Linked DNA regions of Ovis canadensis: region 2 is linked to region 1. A link is a contact called in public Hi-C data. All regions are on one chromosome and are shown on one strand. The core of a region is the stretch at or near the end of the contact, and the rest is flanking DNA. Distances in the headings are between cores, read along the strand shown.

Evidence for each region. A called contact is a pair of places that touch in the nucleus more often than the background predicts.
Region 2: a Hi-C map of fibroblasts shows a contact between it and region 1, with 2.7 times the contacts expected there. The contact joins two enhancer-like sites. A contact is called at or near these places in 2 of 2 Hi-C or Micro-C datasets (fibroblasts and lung).

What each region holds. Positions count from the first base shown.
Region 1 is chr5:63,516,437-63,520,471 of ARS-UI_OviCan_v2, forward strand. No RefSeq gene overlaps it. Among named protein-coding and RNA genes, the nearest start is that of CXXC5, 13 kb to the right of the region's middle. Within about 2 kb of position 1,430, the one cell type or tissue checked has open chromatin away from gene starts, as enhancers often do. A contact at or near this core is called in fibroblasts, where this site is marked.
Region 2 is chr5:63,587,487-63,591,420 of ARS-UI_OviCan_v2, forward strand. No RefSeq gene overlaps it. Among named protein-coding and RNA genes, the nearest start is that of CXXC5, 58 kb to the left of the region's middle. Within about 2 kb of position 2,070, the one cell type or tissue checked has open chromatin away from gene starts, as enhancers often do. A contact at or near this core is called in fibroblasts, where this site is marked.

The DNA.
Region 1 (4,035 bases), core at 180-2,679:
CAGCAGAGGGCAGTGGTGACCTATAGCTATAACAGTCATGAAGTGGGTGGTCAGTAAATCTGCTTGGACAGAACCTGGGAGGGGCTTTTGTTGGGCTGGGGAGGCCTGTTTGGGCTTGGCTTTGTTTACAGATTATCCAGAACTGGGTGGCCCGGTGCCTAGCTCAGTTACGCTCCATCATAGCCTTAATCACAGTAAGGAAACAGGTTAGTATTCTAGCCCAAGGTCTGCCAGAAGTATCAAGCCACCTTTTCCCCTCAGCATTGGTATAGTAGCCATGTGCATGTGTGTGGACAGGTTTGTAAGGACCAGGCCAGGGCCTTTGCCACCTAGCTTTAGGTTGCATGGGCACAAAGACCTGTCTGTTACTTCATGTGAATAAAGGGACCCCATATTTCTAGTACTTCTCTGCCTGGTGCCTACCATTAACCTTTCCCCAAAGATTAGGCAGTCCCTATGACTAGCCAACTAGTCTTGCCTGCCTACCTACTCTGGGCAACCAGGACATGACTTCATACCTGAGAGATGGAGGCTGAGGACAGGAGGAACAGAGCTGGGAGTGGTAATAAGACCTGGGAAATATTATTCCCTTGTCCTTTTCAATCTTATCTTGTGTTTAGGGGCCCCAGTCCCCAGTCTTCCAGCCCAACAGCTGTGAGCCTCCAGGGCCACTACCCGGAAGCCAGCTGCCTCTTCTTGGGGAATTCTTTGAAATTCCAGGCTTAGCCATCTGGGTATGCAAATAACTCCAGATTTGCTGAACCCGCCAAGTGGTTGCACCCTAGGCAGAGCTGTGAGAATTTAACTGCTACTACCCCCAGATGGGGAAAACTGCCTAGGGGCTCTTGGTGCATGGAACCTATGCTTTTACCTATTGTGAGACTCTTAGAGTGGCAGAGAGGGGAGTCCTGGGGGTTCCCTAGGTCCTGCTTTAATTACTAACTGTATAAGGGATTTTGCATCCAAAGGGTGAGTTGGGAGACCCTTGGAGTCCTCCTGGAGTGTGAAGCTCTCAGCTTCCAGCTCTCAGCCCTGGAATAAGGAGGGAAACCTTGGGTCTGGTGTGGCTGAAAGGATGGGGACTATCTACAGGGAAAGCTTCTGACTTCCTACCATGCTAGATCAGGGAATAGAACTAGCTTAAACAGCCCAGAGTAAGGCCAGCAGTCTGGCCCCCAGAATGCCTTGCTTTCTCTCAGGCCTCCCCCTGGGGCTGGTTATCTGGCTGTAGCAGGAGGAATGTGTGCTCTGAGTGGGGAAGGGGGGTGGCGGCAGGGTCAGGGCAGAAACCTGGGAATGTGGACTGCCTGCCACTGTCCCTGTTGGAGGGAGGGAGCCATGGAGAATGTGGCTGACAGGCCCCAGGCGTGGGAGAGTGTAGGCCTGCTTGTGTGTGTGTGTGCGGGAGGGGGCTGCCCATGTGTGTAGGAACTTGTGAGAGTGTGAGAGAATTGTGAGCATGGACATTCCTTAGTGTTTATGCATATGGGTGTGAGCCTAAACTGTAGCCTTTGAGAAACAAGAAGTCAAATCCGGATTTGAATCACAGACCCATAACTTTTCAGTTGTATATTCTTGGGCAACAAATTTCTCTCTCTGTTTGGTTTTCTCATCTAGAAAATGGGTACTTGACCCAACCTGGCCCATAGCAATGCTTGGTGGAAAATGGCCTTAACATATTAAAGGGTTGGAGCTGCCTGTGAATGCTCCTGGATTCAGGGAAGTTGGCCTAGGTAGTTGCACATCTTTGCTGGACTCCTATACAAGCCAGAGGATTTTGAGCAGGACCATCTCCCAGGAAACCCAGGGACTTGGGGCATGTTGTCTGGGCCCCTTTGAGGCCTATACCTTACCCATTTGGGCAAGGCCTGCAAAAATTTACCCAAAAAACAGGCATTTAGATGGACATGCCTAGCCAGCCTGTGTGTCCCTGTACAGGGTCTGTGTCTGTTTCTTTTGGGGAACAAATGAGGGGTCCAGCTACCCTTTCTAGTGGATAAAAACCTGGAATGGAATGCTGGGAAGAGCAGCCTCCAGCCACCTGGGAGTGGGGATGATGTGGATAGAGGCCAGACCTCCCCCACAACTGTTTCTCCATCCTACCTGGAGGAAGCAATAAGGGTTGAGAGGTAATTGTAGCACTGCCCATAGCCCAGGATCCTTGGTTTCCTCCATCCTAGGTCACAGGCTACCTAGTGGTTCTGCAGCTCTTAAAGAGTGCCTGTGTGTGTATATGCACGTGTGCAGGAGGAAGGGAAATACCTGCTCTGGAAGGGGAGCAGGTATTGGAATTTGGACCAACTGGCAAGATTTGGGATCCAGGCACAGAGGTTGAGGGATTAGTCAGATACACAGCCAGACAAGAGAATGTTTGAAGTCTTTCCTGGTGGAACAGTTACGGGGTGCTCCCTGGCTGCAAGGGATTACTGGAAGCCCCTGGGAGGGCCAAGGCCTTAACTGGAGGAAATGAGGGCTCCAGCCCAGCTAGCCCTATAACTGGAACCACAGGAGTGGCTTGTAAGGCTGTGTTGAAGGATCTTCACCTTGTTCCTACACACATGTACCACTAGGAAATGGTGTCTGGGGGTTGGGGGTTGAATTTTTTAATCTGGGGCCAGCCCTCTTTCCTGATTTAGATTTGTAATAGGGAGGGCTCTGGAGCTGATGCCTCCATTTCTATACGGGAAATGAAGCAATGGAGAGACAGATTTGCCATGGTCTTTAAGGAGCTTTCGTGGGAGGTTCTGGGACCCTGTTGGAACTGAGTATATCATTGTTGGGCCTCCTGTGTTCTCAACCTTGTGACAGTGGCAGGAAATGGGGCCAGTAACTATGTACTAGTTGAGCTGTACCTGATGAGAGATTGGAGGTGGTTTCCCCACCAAAGTCCCAGAGTGTGTGGCCAGTGTGGCAGTGTACTAAGGGAATTGATATGTGTGACCACTGTGTGAATGAGTATAGCAGTTTGAGTTTGTGATGCTTGGATTGTGTTTCCCAGATGCGTGTAATGGCTGAACTAGTTTTGTTGCTGAGATGAATCAGATTTCTGGAGAGGGATGGACCTATCTGGAGAGAGTGATGTTATTAAGTAGTTATAATCATTACATTGATATGACTTAATTAGTATGTGTTGTGTGTGTTAGTCGCTCAGTCGTGCCCGACTCTGCGACCCCATGGACTGCAATCCACCAGGTTCCTCTGTCCATGAGATTTTCCAGGCAAGGATTCTGGAGTGGGTTGCCATTTCCTTCTCCAGGGGATCTTCGCAACCCAGGGATCAAACCTGGGTCTCCTGCACTGCAGGCAGATTCTTTACCAACTGAGCTACAAGGGAAGCCCAAAATATTTTGGCCACATGGCATGTGGAATCTTAGTTCCTAGATCAGGGATTGAACCTACAACCCCCTACAGTGGAAGCGCAGAGTCTTAACCACTGGACTGCCACGGAATAATCCCAGTACCCACTGTGTTTTGAATGCTTACCAGGTGCTTGGCCCAGTACTAAGTGCCTAACCTGCTCATTGGTTCTGTAAGAGCCCTCAGAGTTAATGCTGGTTTGCCTGTGCCACAATATTTATTTTCCCATGTTATATTCATATTGGGGGGTGAGATTCAGCTGCATCTGTTGTCTTAGTTGCTGAAATGCAATTTGTGGCAGTGTGGGGCCCTGTTGTATACCTGGGCTGTCTATCCTTTTGGGTTGCCAATATGGGGCACTGTTGTTTCTTAGTTTTAAGGCCCAATTTGACAATGTTCTTTGAGGTGATGGTGTATAATTCGGCTCTGTGACTTTTTTGTTTTGTTGTGTGACTTTGTTGTGCAACCAGAGTATGTGACTCCCTTCTGTCATGTAGTTGAGACCAGCTAGTGGAATGCATGACTTTTGTGTCTTGGTGATAATTGTAGGTGTCTACTGAAGCGACTTAGCAGCAGTAGCAGCAGCAGTGTAGATCGCCGGTTGTGGTGGTGGTGTGAACTGGTTGTGTGATACTGTGGCTGTATTGTTATTTGTGTGTGTCCGTGGGAACCATTTGT
Region 2 (3,934 bases), core at 820-3,319, 72 kb after region 1:
CCTCCCTGAAATCCAGTCTCACATGACCTGTTTTAGTATCTTTATGGCTCCTTAGCATCTCCGAAATGATTCTTTTCAACTATTTGTTTACTTGATTATGGTCTGTCTCCCTGAATGAGAATGTAAGCTCTAAGAGGCTGATGTCCCCACAGTCTAAACTATGCCTGGTACTTAGTAGGCACTCGATAAACATCTGAAAGAATGTTGTGGTTGGTGTGACCTGGATCAAGAAGTCCAGCCCTTCTCTACCTCAGTTTCCTTTCTCTGTTGGGCTCTTGTCTCCTGCCTTCCAGGGAGAGCTCCGGATGAGATCAGAGATGGCAAAAGCGTTCCTCCGGGGGAGGGAGGGCACGATGCCCGCCTGGAGATGAGGTCAGCGTGGCAGGCACCTCTCCGCTGTGTAGGAGGCAAGGAGAGTTGCAAGGATCGTTTTGACTAGATCCCTGCCCCGAATGAGAGCCTAGACGGGCTGGGGAGGGTGTGCAACCCCTTCCTCCGGTGGGAAGCTCCTCCCGGCGGGGCCTCCAGTTCCCCCCTCCCCGGGGAGGCAGGTGGAGCTGCGTCCCCATCTTTGTTCCCATCTGGAGCGCGTTTGGCGCGGCGTGGCGGGGGCGGGGCTGCGCCCCCGCGGTGCCCGGAGAGACGGGCCCGCCCGCTTATCTGATCTGCGGCTAATTGAAACTCCCTGCTCGCGAAGGTCAGCTCGGTCCCCTGACAGCTGCCGAGCCGAGCCGGGCCGGATGGAAAACCCGGGCTGTGCAGGGCCCGGCCGGGCGCGTGGGGGAGGGGTTGTGGGGGGCTGCTTCTGCGGCAAAGTAGACAAAGGCTGCCCCTCCCTCCTAGTGCGCGCTGCTGGGGGTCGCCAGAGGTAGCGGCCTTCGCCCTCACCCAGCGGGGCGCTCCGGCCGGGATCACGTGGCCTAAGGCTACAGAGGCGGGGGTGGGGGCGCGCCCTTAATCCCTACGCGCCCGCCCACCCCGCTCCCACGCCGGGGCCTGTCTAGGGTCTCTGGGAGAGTCACCCCCAACTTCCTGCCCCTACCCCGCCTCCACGCCCCGGCTCTGAGACTTCCTGCCTCCTCGGCTCCGGGCTGCTCGGGCTGTGGGAAGCTGGCTGGGCGGGGGCGGCCGGGTCCCCTCCTCCCTGCGTGCTCAACGGGGCGCTGGGGGTCCGGGAGGAAGTGTGCGCGGTGGGGGGCACGGCCTGGCCCCGGGGCGGCCATCCGGTGGGGCAGGTGCGGCCTCAGCCCTGGGAGGGAGGGCAGGCAGGCCCGTTGCTAACAGTGCTAGGGCAGGAGGGGGGTGGGGCGCGCACTGCGGGGAGTCCCGTCTCCAGGGTTCCGGGTGCGGATGTGGCTGGCTAAGAGGTCCCGCCCGTCGCGCCCCCAGGCAGGCCCAGGCTCAGCAAAGCAGGCACACGTCCCCTCAACCTCCGGCCTGAGACTAGGCTAAGATGCTGGGAAGCTCCCAAGGTGTAACTCAGCCTTTGGGCTGACCGCGCCCTTGAGCCATGCTTTTTGGGCTTCGGCTTTTGCAGTCTGTAAAAAATAACCCTAGTGACAGCTACCATTTTTCGGAACCACGTGCCAAACATAGTGTTAAACGTTTAACGTACTTTGTTAGTCTCAAGCCACGGGACAATTCCATTTTGCTGATGAGCAAGGTGAGACGCAGAGAGGTTGCGACTTGCCCGAAGTCACAGCTAGTAAGATACCTAGGCGGGACTCCAGGTTCTTTACGGGTGGTCTTGTTTCAGCTAGAGGTTTGGAGTGGTGCGCCTATATAGGTTGATCGCCCAGGGCGTTCACTAGTTCCGTGAGCCCCTTGGTGGCGTCTCGCTGCACGTGTTCTAGTCTTGGAGCTGGGCACGTGTATCTTGGCGCACTCCCGCGTGCCAAAGCCTGGGGACAGAGGCATAGCCTAGCGTACTGGTGCCCAGGTGCGCCCTTCCCGGTTAGGACCCGCCAGAGTCATATGGCCTGAGCCGCGGGCTGAGTGGAGCGGGGGCGGGGAACTCAAAGTAGAGTCCACGCGGGCCGAGGCGCCTGGGAGGCCGCAATCCTGGCGCCTGCAGCCGGCGAGGCTCGGGGTGACGCGAGGGGGCCCAGCTACCGTGACCTCCTCCGCGGTTTCCATGGAGACGGTGCACTATAAATAAAAAAAAAAAAGAGAGAGGAGGAATTTCAAACCCGTTTTCTACCGCGCTAGGCGGGAGGTGGGGGGGGGGGGGAGGAAAGCTCTCTTTGAATCGAGTTTCCCATTTCACCTTCCCAGGCGGTGGGAGCGCTTCCCCCGCAGCCTAGCCGGGAAATTGCCGCCCCTCACGCCGCGTGGCGCCCCCCGAGGAAGCTAATTAGTGCAGCCCGGGGAGCTGGGGACTGGGGACCTGGCCCCGGGGGGCCGGAGCCTGCCTCTTGAGGGGGGAGCGCCTACAAATTGCCGCCCCCCCGAATCTCTCCAGGAGCGCACGCAGCCCGGCGCGGGCAGGGGCACAGGGCGCAGGCGGGAGGTCGCATCTGCAGCTTTGGCGCAATGAATCAGGCGCGGCCGCCGCCGCCGCTGCGGAGCGCGTCTGGCATCCGGAGTCTCCCGGGATCGAAAATAATTTGGGCAAAGCGGTGGGAGGTGTGTGCGCGCGCTCCGAGAGGAGGGCGGGGGAGCCGGCCCGGCCGGGTGCGCGGGGCGGGGGGAGGTGCCATCCGACAGCCCCGCTGTGGTGAGAACAGAGTTGACACTTCTTTCCTTTCCACTTACTGCGGCAAGTAACGCGAGGAAGCTTAACCCTCTCATTGCTTGGAGGATTAAAGATGCCGCGAGCGCCCTCATGAGGGCGTGCTAGTGTTGGGGGGGGGGGGTCAGGTGTGTGGGCTCTTTTGAGGCTGGTCATTGGGGCCTGCTGGCTTCAGCCCTTTGGCTCCTCAGACTGGTGCTCCCACCTGAACATTCTTTAAGGCATTCTCCTCGGGGCTTTTCTCCATCCCTCCTTTTACCTTTTCCAGAACGGCTAGCGTCAGCGTTATGGCCTCAGTTTCCCCACTTTTACAAGAAGGTCAGAGTTCTGTAGCAGCTTCCTAGTCTGTCTGGAGACCCAAGTTTTATGACCTGGCTGGAGCCCTGGGCCAGAGGCAAGAGTGGGTGGTTAGGGCGGTGGACGTAGGAGTTGAAACCCCACCCTCTTTCATCTCCCGCCTGCACTGTGGGCGCCCTTCAAAAAAATGGCCGAGTTCCTGTTTTTGCCTCTGACGGCAGAAATGTCACCGCCGCTGCATTAAGCACGCTCGGTGGGAACTCGGGTTTGGATGGAGAAGCTGGCGCTCAGCTCTGCCAAGCTGCCTGCCGCAGAGGGGTGGGGATGAGCTGGCTGGCCAGTAGGCCTGGCTGGGGTCAGCTTTTTTATGTGCGTCTTCCCACCTTACTGCCTGCCACTCCAGTACCCCCAGGTTCCCCCTCCCTCAGCTATGCTTGTTGGTCCCACCTCACTCAAATTTTTTTTCTTTTTTGGGGAGGAGGCATCTATTCAGACCCTTGTGCCTGACCATCTCAGGGATGGCAAGGAGAGCTGATTAAGGGGTAGAACCCACTTCTTCCTTCTCCCCACCCCCATAATAGGTAACACCTTCAGAATTTACTGATCTCCCCATTAGATGAGGAATTGTCCTTTGGATGAGGAAGAAATGGTAAGCCAGACCCCAGAGCATTCTCAGCCTTGTGACTTGAAGTCCTTCTAGCAGGGCTTGAGTTGGGAGAGCTTTCCACTACCTTCCTTCTTGTCAAAGGATCCCACCACCCCAGAAATTCTCAAACCTTGGTGCACAGCAGATGATTTAGCCTTGAGGGCTTGCAGATGTGGGGAGGGAGGGGTTGCAGTATGTTGAGAGTCTGATTCAGTGGGTTTTGGTTGTCCTGTCATCTGCGTGCTTCACAAGACCCTAGG